3 separate regions of the Sus scrofa genome follow, and all the other regions are linked to region 1. Evidence: chromatin contacts called from public Hi-C data. All regions are on one chromosome and are shown on one strand. Each heading gives the region's core, a stretch centred on a gene start, on an enhancer-like site or on the middle of the called end of the contact. The rest is flanking DNA. Distances are from core to core; before and after follow the strand shown. Region 1 holds the start of RAP2B (RAP2B, member of RAS oncogene family). Region 2 holds the start of ARHGEF26 (rho guanine nucleotide exchange factor 26). Region 3 has its middle 140 kb from the start of ARHGEF26.

Region 1 (4,665 bases), core at 1,602-4,101:
TGGTCATCAGATTCTCTCCAAGATTCCTCAGGTAGCTAGGTGGGTGGGGCGAATTTTATTATCATTCTTTTATAGGTAGAGAAACTTAACTAAGGTTAGGAGCGCTTAAAGTACTTGTCCAAGGTCTCAGATAATAATTGATATCCACTACTGGTCAAAAGACCTCAAGATTCAACCTAAGAAAGATTAAAATCTGGGAACTTTCCTGTGAGAAGGTTGTATTGCTTAATGGTTTCAAGACCAGGTTCTGCAGCCCAACACCTGGGTCAGCATCCTAGCCTAGCCACTCACTAGCTGTGAGATCTCATGCCAGTTACTGAACGTCTTAAGGCCTCAGTTTCCTCATCCTTAAAATAGGTATATATAATTATGTTTACGAGGAGTAAATAAGACAGAACATGTAAAACGCCTCTCAGACATTAAAAGCTAGGCGAATGTGAGGTTCCCTCCGGCTGTATTAGGAGAATTTGCCGTAAAGGTTTCTGGAGAATTACATAAGCATAACTACAGCCAAACACTTTGATAACCCCTCTGCCCACTAAATAGCGGGGCCACGCGCAGGGACGGGCTCAACCCCCACCACCCAAAGCTTTGGCTCCTGCAGGCGACTCGCCAGGTCCCTTGGCCAAGAATTCACGCTGCCGCCCATCACACTGCAAGCTAAGGCTAGGAGGTTAATTCGAAAACATGGCCCTGAGTCACCGCAGGACTGAGGGAACTGAAACCAAACGTTAGCACACCTCCTGGTTTGTCCCTCCGAAGGGATGGTTAAACCAGTGGGAAGTGGCATCGAATAAAAAAGGCACGATACAGAGACAGGTTGACGCAGCTCGGTCCCTCCCACTCTTATCCCTGGGGCTCACGCTAACAGCATTCAATCTTTTGACAGGTCTTGACATCTCTCCTCCGCGAGGAAGGAGAGAGACTTGGAGCAAGTCGAGGCATCTCCCTGGTACCTCCCGTGATTGTGAGCCCAGCCCAGTCTAGCGAACTCCCGCCCCAAAGCAAAGACGTTTTCTAAAGGCAAGCCCGGGCATTCCCCCACCCGAGTGAGATGAATTCATAGTGGCCCATTTCCACATCCTAGCCCCTCCCCCACCCTGCTAAAACAAACAAACAAACAGAAAAACCACCAAACTTGGAAACTTTGCTGTTTCTTGAAGACCAAGAACTGTAGCCAGCTCCCTTCAACCGACTGTCGTGACTGGGCACCAAGAAGTTAGATTCTCTCCAATACACCAACAAAGGACTATATTTAGCTCTGAGATCTCCGCCTAAATTCCTTATTTTTTTCACTCTTAGCTTCAAAACGACTAGGATGGGGAAGTGGGAGGAAGGGGGCGGGGAGCAGCAGAGAAAGAACAGCTGTGCCTCCGCCTCTCAACTCAATCTCTATAAATAACCAATCACGAGCGGAGTCTACTTTTTAGCCAATGAAGCAGCCCAAACTGATAAGATCTTGGCAGTAGCCAATGGGAGAGCATTTGAGGGTGTGAGATTTGCGCCCCGGGACCAATGGGTCCAGAGTCTGGGAGAGGTAATTTGAGCTAGAGTGTGGGTGTGTGGTGCACAAGCTTCCTACTTCCAAGCCCCCAAACCTGCTCTGTGCACTGAGCATGCCCTGACTAGCTGCGGGCGCCACCGCCGCTTTGGATAGGACTGTAATCCGCTCTCCAGATTTTGGCCCCAGCTGACTGGGGCGGGGGAGGGGGCGAGTGGGGGGGCGGGGTGGCCCGCGGAACCCTAGCCCGAAGACAGCTCTGGTTAGTAGAGGCAGCCCTTTCCCTAGTCGCAACAGGGTTTCAGACCCAGCATTCCCGTTTTCTTTGTCCCAGAGATGAAAGTGCGGGAGAGTAGGCCAGAGAAGGTCGGGTAGAAAGAGCTGCGCCTTGGGTAGGGGAAGATGGTCTTCCCGCCAAACACCCAAACGTCCTTTGGGTCTCAATCCCGGGAGACACACCCTCCGGGGGTCTGGGAAGTGGGATCTACGGGCTCTGAATGATGCGAGGCAAGAGCCCAATCCTCCCTATTCCCAGGGAGGAGTGAGGGGGTGGCTGCCGCACCCACTCGCTTCTCGAAGAGCCTGAGCCCCTATGTATGAACCCAGAGCGGCGAAAGAAGGCTGCCTCCAACCTCCCACTGGAGCTCTCCCAGCCCGCCACAAACACCTACACATCCCGGCACATTTGTCCTCTTGCTGGGAGACCAGAGCCTCCGGCGAATCCGCTAGTCCCGACTCAAATCGCGAGCCCCACCCACAACCCCGCCTCCGCCCGGCTCCCTGGAAAACCAGGAGCAGCGGATCCGGCGGGAGCGGCCGGCGGCGGCGCACTGGGCATGCTCGTCCGGGCGGGGAGGGCCGGGCTGCGCGCGGCGAGTAGGAAGCCCTCGCCCCGCGGAGGCTGAGGAAGAGAGCTCCATGGGCCGCGGCGGTGGGCGCACGCTCTGCGGGGACTCATGCCACGCGCGTCCCGGCCCGACGCGCAATTAGCTGCCGCCTCCGCAGCCCGCTACCTCCGCCGCCTCCTCGCCCTTCTGGGCTGCCGCGACGAGAAGCTGCAGCCTTCGCTTTGCACAGGCTGCCGGCATTGTCCTCCGGTTCCGCCGCCCAGGCTGCCGCTGCCGCTGCCGCCGCGGGCTGCTGCGGGGCCCCGGACCTGCGCCCCAGGGACGCGCTGCCGCTGCCGGCCGGCCCGGCGCCCGGCCCCCGCTCGGTGATTTCCGCGCTCTGCGCTCCTCGGCCATTTCGCTCCTGAGTTTTTCCTGCGGAGCTGAGGAAGGGTAGAAGTCCAGCCGCCAAGCCCAGCCTTACTACGGCGCGCAGCCCCGACGGGCGAGCGCCGACGGAGCCATGAGAGAGTACAAAGTGGTGGTGCTAGGCTCGGGCGGCGTGGGCAAGTCCGCGCTCACCGTGCAGTTCGTGACCGGCTCCTTCATCGAGAAGTACGACCCCACCATCGAGGACTTCTACCGCAAGGAGATCGAGGTGGACTCGTCGCCGTCCGTGCTGGAGATCCTGGACACGGCCGGCACGGAGCAGTTCGCGTCCATGCGGGACCTGTACATCAAGAACGGCCAGGGTTTCATCCTCGTCTACAGCCTCGTTAACCAGCAGAGCTTCCAGGACATCAAGCCTATGCGGGACCAGATCATCCGCGTAAAGCGGTACGAGAGAGTGCCCATGATCCTGGTGGGCAACAAGGTGGACTTGGAGGGCGAGCGCGAGGTCTCTTACGGCGAGGGCAAGGCCCTGGCCGAGGAGTGGAGCTGCCCCTTCATGGAGACATCGGCCAAAAACAAAGCCTCGGTGGACGAGCTGTTTGCCGAGATCGTGCGGCAGATGAACTACGCGGCGCAGCCCAACGGAGACGAGGGCTGCTGCTCGGCCTGCGTGATCCTCTGAGGCGCCCGCGGCTGCCGCGCGCCGGCCGAGCTCTGCGCACAAAAGCCAAACGCACCCGACTCTAAATGTGATTTCTCTTCTTGCTTTGAGATTGGAGACGACTTTGCATCGGCCGGGGTGTCCCGGGAGCCCGGCTGGCCCCCGTGGCCATGTCCCCTGCCTCTGCCCCGTGTCCGAGGGGGTGTGCCGTTCTGACCATCCGAGACCCGATGGAAATGTGGCTCTTTGCGGCATGTACGTTTCTCATTGATTTTGGTTGACGCGTTATTTCCCCATTGACGCAGCCGTTGGGGCGCTGTATTGGCAGCTTGACACCGGCAAGCGAAAGTTTCAGCCTGGAGAAAAAAAAAAAAAAAAAAATGGGGTGGGGGAGGAAGAGGACGGGGAGAAGGTTGGAAAGGGGGAGTTTTTTGTTTTTGTTTTTCTGTCCAAAACCGTTTTTCTCGTTCCAAGTTTTAAATACTCGGAAGGAAGTCCGGGAGAACCAAATGAAGGAGCAGGAGGAGAGGAAAAAACTTTTGTTTTTTTTCCTCGTTTTCCAGGAGTAGCTGGAAATTAAGATCGGGTTCCTTTTCTGCCAGCTTGGAAGGGCAACCCCGTGACTGATTATGATTCTGAGGATGTCTATGCAAAGTTGGATTCTTGTTACAGTGTATCCAATCTGAAGTATTGCACATCTGAACTGGGACTGTTAACACTGATGCCAATACAGTGTGGGGTGCCAGAATGTGTCTGCTGATATTTGTGGAAAAAAAAAATCTATTTTTGTTTACCTACTGTATCAAAGGGGAGTCTGGGGGAGAACGGTAGTATTTTTTTTTATCAGCTGTGAAAAAAAATGTTACAGATCTGCACATTTTTGTGTGTACTGTTGTGTGTGTGTGTGTTTTTAGATTTAGCTTTTTGTTCTTATTGGTTGGCAGTAACAGGTTTTGATGACTAGCTCTTTAAAACACAGTACAAAGACTTCACAAATGTGATTCAGGGCCCCCAGCACCCCTGTGTCTGCAGAGTGCCTTCAAAACTCAGCTGTTCCAGCCGGTGCCAACCTGTGAATTTCCCACCAGATCCCCTCAAACCACTTCCCCATTTCCTTTCAGTAATCTTCCTGAAGGAATCAGGACAATAGGGCCTGTTGTTCGGTGAATTTCTTTATTATTTCCAGCTTTTAAGATGTAATTCACTTATTTTGCAATGGGTTTCTTTTTTCTTTTTTTCTTTCTTTCTTTTTTTTTTTTTTTTTTTTTGCTTCATTTTGTTCC
Region 2 (4,665 bases), core at 1,490-3,989, 850 kb after region 1:
GCCTGGGAATTTCCATATGCCTTGGGTGAGACCCTAAAAAACAGATTGCTCGATCGATCGATCGATGGATAGACAGACAGACAGATTGATCGATGGAGAGAGAGTGTAGAGGCTAAAATGAGCAGTAGTTCTGTGGAATTTCCAAGCTTTCCTTAGTGAAGGAACGGAGCTTGGTGTTTTGCGATTGTGGTTATTTTGGTGGGTATTATGTTGTTGCTTAGGAATGAGGTAGGAAGATCCTGTGTTTCCATCACAATCATCAGTTACACTTGTTTGCAGAACCCACATAATTGAAAGAGCAGCTAGCTTCTCACATCACCATTTACAACTTCTTAATATAAGTCACAGATTGCATTCTGAATTGGGTAACACTTCATTTGTTACTAGCTAAGCACTTTTAAAATTAAACTTATATTTTTCCAATATAAAATTAATATATTGGAAACATATTACTTCCAACCAAAGTATTTGGTAAATTTTTTTTTTTTTTCGAAAAATCTTTTTGGCGTTCCCATTGTCACTCGGTTAAGGACCCGACATTGTCTCTGTGAGGATGCAGTTTCCATCCCTGGCCTCACTCAGTGGCTTAAGGATCCAGTGTTGACGTGGCTGTGTTGTAGGCTCCAGCTGCAGCTTAGACTTGACCCCTCACCTGGGAATTTCCATATGCTGCAAGTGCTCATGGAAGAAAAAGAAAAAAAAAAAAGGAAAAAATTCTTATAAATATTTTGACGCCATTTCTTTCAGTTTACAAAAATACCTCAGATCAAAGTAACATATATTTGGTGTACAGCATTTGGTAAGTACAGCAAAGTATAAAGAAGCATGAAAAAATATCTGGCTTCATCTCACCATCACCCAGAGATTGCCTCAATATTTTTGATCATCACATTCAGTCTCCCTAGGGCAAACACCAGTACTCTTTGGATGCTCAATACATCCTTGCTGAATGTGTGAATGCCAAAAAAGAGAACTTGGAGAACAGCCTATATGTCTTGCTAATATAAATAATTATAAAGATCTAATGGTCTAAAAATCATCTGTCTTCTAAAGTTTGCCTTATTCTTTTCACATAGCAGGAGGCTGGCCAACTTTCTACTGTTTGGCAGCAGAGCACTCTGGGGGGAAGTGTCCTCACATCACTCCTCTCTTTCATTCATTCACTCAATAAATATCAAGTGCTCATTATGTGCCTGTAATACAGAGGACCAATAACCATGCCCTCTTGCAGCCTTCAGCTGAAAGAAGATAAAACTGATAGTAAATATAAAAATAAGTACATGTGGAGTTCCCTTCGTGGTGCAGCAGAAATGAATCCGACTAGAATCCATGAGGATGTGGGTTTGATCCCTGGCCTTGCTCAATGGGTCAGGGATCTGGCTTTGCCATGAGGTGTGGTGTAGGTCGAAGACTAGCTCAGATCCCACTGTTGCTGTGGCTGTGGCATAGGCTGGCAGCTGTAGCTCCAGTTCAACCCCTAGCCTGGGAACTTCCATATGCCACGGATTCTGCCCTAAAAAGCAAAAAACAAAAAAAAACATATATATACACACACATGTATATATATAAAACTATATGAATAAATATGTTTGTGTATTGTGATATGTGTAGAAAAGGAAGAGAACAGGTAGCGGGGTCAAAATCTGATTCAGGAGGGAAGGCCTCTGATGGAATGATGGTCAGAAAGTCAAGGAGGAACAAAAGGGAAAATTCTGAGCTTGTCAAACTTTGGTCTAAAAGTGAAGTAAAAAGTGTTGAGGGAAAAGAGTAGGCTGCAGGGGTAGGCAAGTCACTCAGAACCTTGTAAGTTATGGAGAGGATTTTGAGTTTTGTTTTATGTATGTTTAGAGATCAATAAACCTTTTTTGTAATTTAAATTGCGTTTACTTTTAACAGGTAACATTTGTCATTCAAAGCATAAAGATCCAAAGATTATTGAATGAAAACACTACGTTTCTCCGGATTCCTAGCCACCCAGTTTCCCCTCTCAAGAGCCGGCTGTATGTAAACTTCCAGAAATATTCAAGGCACAAATAAGCAAATCTCTCAGTCTATAAAAATATTTTAGGAGTTCCCGTCGTGGCTCAGTGGTTAACAAATCCGACTAGGAACCATGAGGTTGCGGGTTCGATCCCTGGCCTTGCTCAGTGGGTTAAGGATTCGGCGTTGCCGTGAGCTGTGGTGTAGGTTGCAGACGCAGCTTGGATCTGGTGTTGCTGTGGCTCTGGCACAGGTTGGCGGCTACAGCTCCAATTAGACCCCTAGCCTTGTAACTTCTATATGCCCGGGAGCGGCCCTAGAAAAGACAAAAAAAAAAAAAAAAAAAAAAAAGTAGGAGAAAGGGCAAAGGATTTGTGTTTTATGACCACCTGAATGGTGAGGCGCCTGGCTTTCTTGCGTTCAGAGCTACCCGCTCCAGCTCAAGCGCTTCACAGACTCTACTTTGCCTGGCACCCGGTTTCTACTAGGGAGGTTCGTCCGGAGGCCCAGGGCTTCGTAAATTATGTCTGGGCAGGGCTCCCACGCTCGTTCCCACGCTGTGCTCCCGGCAACAACCCCGCGCGCCGGCAGCTCGCACGCCGCCCCCTGACTACATCTCGCGGCCGGGAACCTCGGAGCTCCGCGCTCAGCCCAGGTGCGCTTGTCTGTTTTTAACAGAGTCAGGGCGGGAAAGCAGCAGCTCCGGGGTGGCTCAGACAGAGGAGGGCCCGGGCGTGGTCAATGCTGAGGGAGGGATCAAGCTTGGGGGCGGAGCCGAAGCCTAGTCCGCTGCAGAGCTCTCCAGAGCTCCCGCCGCCGCGATTCCGTCCCGGACCTGGGCCACCCACCGGGTGGTGGGTGCTCTTTGGCCCCGGGTTCTGCAAAGCCCTGAAGGTAAATCCACCTGTGAGCCGGGCAGCTAGAGTGCTAGGGGACCAACGACGGGGGCGGGCGGCTGGATGGCGGAAGAGGGGAGCGTCCCGCGGCGAGTTTCCCAAGAAAGCTGAACTCGTCCCAAGTTTCTTGTGCATCAGTTTGCACCCGGCGAATTGGTGGCGGTCTCTTTCCGTGCGGGTGGTCTTTGGGCTCCGGAGAGACGTGGAGGTGATTGGATTAGTACCCCACAGTGTGGCCCAGATTCTGAGCGGGACTGCGCCGGGCGGTGGGCACAGTTTTTGCCCGAGAAAGGGAGGGTGTTTGACGCGCAGTTGTGTCCGGCGCAGCGTTCGCGTGATCGCCGGGCTCAGAGCGCGCGTGTCTGCAAGGCGTTCCTGGTTGTCCAGAGGCAAAGTTCCATGACTTCTTTCCTCTTTAGGCAAGACTAACTGGGTGCTGTTCACCCCGGGGCTGACTCGCTCCCTGCCCCCCACCAAGGCTCCGCTATGGACGGCGAGAGCGAAGTGGATTTTTCCAGCAACAACTTAACCCCGTTGTGGCGGAGGCGTTCAACCCCTCAGCCCCAGCTGCTGGGCCGGAGCAAGCCGAGGCCCCAGTCCTACCAGAGCCCGAGCGGATTGCTGATCACGGATTTCCCGGTGGAGGACCGAGGGACGCTCCCTGCGGTGCAGACTCCGGCTCAGGTGCCCACCTCCTCCGACGGCAGGACAGTCCAGAGGAGCCCGCTGCTTCTTTGCGCCCATCGGAGAGCGGTAACCAATGGGAGGACCGTCTCCCCGGAGTGCAGGGCTGTCTCTCCTCGGCTTCGACGGCCCAAGTCACCCCAGGTACCCAAAGTGGCGTCGGGCGGAGCCCCCAAATCCCCAGCGAATGGCACGGTGACCTCGCCGGCGCCGCAGCAGCTGCACCCCCCGCACCCCCCGCGGACTCCTCAAGTACCCGCTCCCTGCAGCTCGGAAGACAGGGCCAGATTCCCCGCCAGCCCCCTGCCTTCGTCTGCTGCAAATGGGCTTACTCCTAATATCGCCTCTCCAGGCGCCCGTTCGCTGCCCGGCCAGATGGCCAAGGACCCTGAGCGGACACCCTCGAGACTTTCTCCTGCTCCCCAGAAAAGGTACTTAGAACAAAAACTCCCCCTCCAAAGGCTGCCCTCACAGGAGAATGAGCTCCCGGAGAATCCTTCAGTGGTTTTGAGCACAAACAGCCCCGCCGCCCTCAAAGTGGGGAAACATCAGATCATTCCGAAGAGCCTGGCCTCGGAAATTAAAATAAGTAAATCTAACAATCAGAATGTGGAGCCCCACAAGAGACTGCTCAAGGTTCGCAGCATGGTGGAAGGACTTGGAGCACCCCTGGGCCCTGCAGAGGACGAGGGCGAGGCGGAGAACGACGTGGACAGCCCGGGGTCTCTGCGGAGAGGCTTGCGGTCCACGTCCTATCGCAGGGCCGTGGTCAGTGGCGTTGACTTTGACAGTCCTACCACCTCGAAGAAGAAGAACAGAATGTCCCAGCCTGTTCTGAAAGCTGTGATGGAAGACAAGGAGAAGTTTTCCAGCCTGGGAAGGATAAAGGTAAGAATGGGCAGGAATGTGGCAAGTCACTAAGTCAGGCATTCTCTAAACTACTAGTGAAGGTGTTGAGGGTGGGGAGGAGGGGCACAGAGGAAACCAGAAGAGATTGTTCTTTTTTAATTCTATTGTTTGTTGATCAGACCCCTGCCCTTTTATCTCTTCGCCATTCTATTGCTGGCAGGCACAGCCCAGGTTAATGCAGCTTTATGGGAGGAAC
Region 3 (4,665 bases), core at 1,066-3,565, 710 kb after region 1:
ACTACTTTTTTGTGATTACCTCCATCCTATCTCTTCTTGCTTCTTTTTTATTTAGAGGAGCCATTTCAGTATTTCTTTTAACATGAGTTTTGCATTGCTGTACTCTTTTAGTTTTTGTTTGTTGGAGAAATTATTTATTTCTCCTTCTATTTTAAATGATATTCTTGCTGGATAGAGTATTCTAGGCTGCACATTTTTCTCTTTTGGAACTTTGAATATATCTTGACACTCTCTTCTGGCCTGCAGTCTTTCTGTAGAGAAATCAGCTGATAGCCTTATGGGGATTCCCTTATAATTAACGCTTTGTGTTTCTCTTTCTGCCTTTAGAATCCCCTTTTTAACTTTTACCATTTTTATTATAATATGTCTTGTTGTGGGCTTGTTTGGGGCCCTCTATGCTTTCTGAATCTTGATATCTATTTCCTTTAGATTTGGAAAGTTTTCAGCCATAATTTCCTCAAATATATTTTCTATACCCTTTTCTTTTTCTTCTCCTTCTGGAATCACTATTATGCTTCACTTGGCCCACTTTATATTATCCCATAGATCTCTTATATTGCTTTCTTATTTTTTTCATTTGGTTTTCTATCTGTGGTCCTGATTGGGTGATTTCCCTTATTCCATTTTCTGGGTCACTAATTCGTTCCTCTGCATTATTCATTCTGCTCTTCTTCAGTGACTTTAACTCAGCTTGAGTCTCTACAAATGAATTTTCTAATTTTTTTTGGCTCCTCTTTATATTTTCTAGTTCCTTTCTAAAGTATCTGAATTACTGTTCATATCTGCTCTTAATTCCTTCATATTCACCCTTAATTCCTTCAGTATTTTCACTGTCTCCTTTTTGAACTCAGTGTCTGTTAGACTGAAGAGGTCTGTTTCATTGTTTGCTCCTTCAGGGGAAATCTCCTGTTCTTGTAAGTGGGAATGGTTCCTGAGCTTCTTCATTTTGCTTATATTTTTCTTATTCTGTGAGTTTAGGGAAACCAATTACTGTAGTCTTGGAAGGCTATTTATATGCAAGAGCACCTCTGGGTATTTTGTGAGGACTTACTATTTATTTTTGGTGTGAGAGTTTGGATGCTTGGACCAATGGAGGATAAGATGGGTTAAATTGCAGTAGCAAGAACCCATGGGAAGGTGGTGCAGGCTGCTCCTAGCTGCAAGGCCCTGGGAAGTGGCAATGACCCTCAGGCAGGTTTAGGAAGCACCTGGAGCATTTGGCAATGGCAGCAGCAAGGCATGTGCATTCCCAGAGAAGTGAGAATAATGGTTGTTGCTCAGTTGCAGTGCCCTCCTCTGTGCCAACTGCTGCAGTTACTGAGGCTGCAGGTGGTACCTCTTCACGGACCCCTAGTGGTGGTGGGCCACACCCACCTCTGGAATCAGAGATAACTGACTGTGGTGGTTTGTGGGAGGAGGTAAGTACTACATCTTACTCTTCTGCCATCTTGATCCTGACAAGGGATTCATAAATAACCTCAATGTGTTCTCATCTGTCAAGTAGTTTTCTCATCCATTCACTGTTCACTCCTTATTTACTGAGCACCTTCTAAGTATCACAAACATTGCAACACTGGGGATAAAATGAATGAGGCAGACAGTTCTCACCAAGCCTCAAGGACAAATGGGGATAGAGAGAATGAAACCGTGGGATTATAGAATGACAGATTCAGTGTAGGGGAAGTAGAGGGTGGTGTAAGAGCAAAAAGAAGGTAAACCAATCCATGTTTTAAAATCTAGGAAATCTTCCTTGGAGTAAATGAACTCTGAAGTTTCAGAAGGAAAAAAAACATCATATATTCAAAGAACAAAGTTTAGTATGGCCAGATCACATCATATGAAGTGGGACAATAGGGAATACACAAAACTGGAGATAAGGAATCAGGCCATGAAAAGTCATGTTGAGGAGTTTGGAATTTATTTTCAGGGGGGAAAAATAAGGCTATTGATAGCTTTAACTTGGGGTGTAAATATCAAGTTTTCACAGTGGTTCTCTGGAGACATGGTGGAGAATGAATTTGAGAGAAACAAACAGGAGGCAAGAAAACTTGCTAAGAAGCTATTAAGATGATTCAAGTAAGAAATTAAAGTTTCCTCAACTAGTGTTCTGGCAGTGATGATGGAAAAATAAAGATTCAGACAGATTTGAGATGAAAAAGAAAGTAGACCATGATGATTTACTGAGAGAGTGAAGGAGGTGGACATCATCATTCTCAACAGATGAGTCAGGTCCTGTTACTTCTCAGCTCAGAACCCTGCAGTGGCTCCCATCTCATTAAAAAATGAAAGCCAAAGTCTTTACAATATACCACAAGGATGACAGAGTCTGTACAACACAGCCCCACCCTGCCTAATACCTCAATGACTTCACCTCCTAATGCCCTTCTGCAAGCTCACTGTGCCTCACCCACTTTAAGGTCCTGCTATTGCTCAAACATTCCAGGCATGATCTTTACTTTCAGTCTTTGCTCTTGCACTTTGTTCTGTCCAGATGCCAGTATGGTTCACACCTTGTCTTCTTCCAGTCTTTTTAAAATATCACCTTTTCCTTGAGGCCTCCCTGATCATCCTACTAAACATTTCAACCTCCAGGACAGTACTCCCAAGTTTTCTTCTGAATACCTCAGTTTTTGATTTACAGTAAACAATAATGTAAATACTTATTTATTTTGGTTATTGTCTATCTCCCACTACTAGAACCTAAGCTCTTTTAAGGCAGGGCTTTTTGTCTTATTTTGTTTACCACTCGATCCCCAGTTCCTAGAAAAGCCAGGATATAGTAAGTACTCAATTTTTATTGAATGAGTTAGTGGGTAAACGTCATGGCTGTAGCCTAGCCAACTGATCAGATGATGATTCTAATTACTGATATAAAAGAATGAGAAGTAGGGAAGGTTTGCACTGAGAAGCTTATGAGTTCAGTTTGGGATCCTTTGGAAGATTCCCTTGCCCACTACTGCAACTATAATATTAAAAGCATTAACACTTTTACATAAGTCAAAACTGTTAACAAAATTTCAACTTTCTTAGAAAAACAGGAGTCAAACTCTTTTGTAAGAGAACAACCAATGGAATTACAGAGTTGCTCTCACTGATGGGGCATCTACATTGGTTTCCTGCAGGTCAACCAATAAGACTGTGAATTAGTATACATCATGAAGATGCCTGCAACCCTGAACTCTTCAACATGGCATAGAACATATAGTGATGTGGACACTCAGAATAAATATGTTTATGGATTCTATTTGAGGTCTTTTATATCTAGACAAAGGATTGGCAAATAATTATCAGATAATGTTGAGGTAATTTACTCAACATTTCATCTAGCAAAAGTTAATGTTTATTTCCCAAATTCTAAATCAAATATCAAGTAAAAGATAGATAAATGGAGGATAAGATGGGTTGAATTGCAGGAAAAAAAAGTACTAGCAGATGCAGTTAAGTTCTTGGTACCTAAATTTGTTTTCCTTTGTTTCCTTAACAATTTAGAAACCTTAATCAACTCTTAAATAGTGATTTTTCAGCCCCAACTGAGAACAAGTTTCCATAAATCTGTGCTTCTCAAAATGTTATGGGAGTTTCCATTGTGGCTCGGCAGGTTAGGAGCCTGACTAGTATCCATGAGGATGCATGTTCAATCCCCGGCCTCACTTAATGGGTTAAAGGATCCACCATTGCCATGAGCTGTGGTGTATGTCTCCTGGGAGCTTCCGTATACCACAGCACAGCCCTAAATTTAAAAAAAAAAAAAAGCAAACAAAAACCTTTTAGCATTCATTAGAATCACCTGTAAGATTTGTTTTTGTTGGGCACCAAAACCAGAGTTTCTGACTAAATGGGCCCCAAGAATTTGCATTTCTTATAAGTTTCCAGGTGATATAATTGCTTCTGGACCACACTTTGAGAGCCACTCTCTAAGTCAACAAGACTTTCCTGGATGATTTGTAAACAGTTTGATCATTTCAACGGGGCTCTTTGCTGACTCCCAACTGAAGTCAGTTGAATTGAATATATGAATACAGAACCATTAAATGGTGTAAATTTAATGAAAATTATTTTTAAATTTCTTTTACTTAATTTATTTCTGACATTTTTCATAATTCAGTCTGTTTCTTTTTCTTCTTTTTTTGGTAATTTTTGGTTAAAATGGAAGGAAGCATTTACCTTTGTATGATGGGATAAAGGTTTATTGCTGAGCACAATACTATTCTGTGTTAATAAGCACAATACTATGTGTGTTATGTTTCCTCTCTTATTAACTTTTTGTTTTCTCCTAAAGTCAGTAATCACCTCATTTTTTAATTTGCTTAGTTTTCTATGACTTAACACTCATGTGATAGATCTTTCCAATGCTTCTTGATATTTTCCAAGTAGTCAAACAAATTGTATAATCAAATAATACAGTCCCCCCCCCCCCAGAAAACCCACTCCAACTTCCTGCTCTAATCGACAAGTAGTTTTCTATGCAGGCTACATAACTGTTATTCTTGAATATCCTTTGTCATTTTCCTATGTTGGATCCATCCACTATTTCCTAATCCAAAGTCTTCCTCTTTCTTGATTTACTTTCTTTGTAGAAGAATATATTCCAGTTGCATCATGAGAAAGAAAAAATATTAAGTAAATTTTGTGAGCTGTTGCATGCCTAAAAAATTCTGAATTCTT

The links. A called contact is a pair of places that touch in the nucleus more often than the background predicts.
Region 2: a contact with region 1 is called in a Hi-C map of skeletal muscle, with 4 times the contacts expected there. The contact joins the promoter of ARHGEF26 here to the promoter of RAP2B in region 1. A contact is called at or near these places in 2 of 47 Hi-C or Micro-C datasets (alveolar macrophages and skeletal muscle).
Region 3: a contact with region 1 is called in a Hi-C map of embryonic fibroblasts, with 2.2 times the contacts expected there. The contact joins the enhancer-like site here to the promoter of RAP2B in region 1. A contact is called at or near these places in 3 of 5 promoter capture datasets (fetal liver, fetal skeletal muscle and liver), 10 of 47 Hi-C or Micro-C datasets (adipocytes, brain, embryonic fibroblasts and 6 more) and 2 of 2 datasets of contacts at active chromatin or transcription factors (alveolar macrophages and skeletal muscle).

The regions. Positions count from the first base shown.
Region 1 is chr13:93,305,261-93,309,925 of Sscrofa11.1, forward strand. RAP2B (RAP2B, member of RAS oncogene family) reads left to right here and starts at 2,852. Exons shown (of 1, transcript NM_001123185.1): 1 at 2,852-3,403. The coding sequence starts at 2,852. The coding sequence ends at 3,403.
Region 2 is chr13:94,153,079-94,157,743 of Sscrofa11.1, forward strand. It overlaps ARHGEF26 (rho guanine nucleotide exchange factor 26), which reads left to right and starts at 2,740. Exons shown (of 15, transcript XM_021069689.1): 1 at 2,740-2,874; 2 at 3,296-4,448. The coding sequence starts at 3,363.
Region 3 is chr13:94,011,821-94,016,485 of Sscrofa11.1, forward strand. No RefSeq gene overlaps it. Among named protein-coding and RNA genes, the nearest start is that of ARHGEF26, 140 kb to the right of the region's middle. Within about 2 kb of position 2,316, at least 4 of the 83 cell types and tissues checked have an H3K27ac peak or open chromatin away from gene starts, as enhancers often do. A contact at or near this core is called in embryonic fibroblasts, where this site is marked.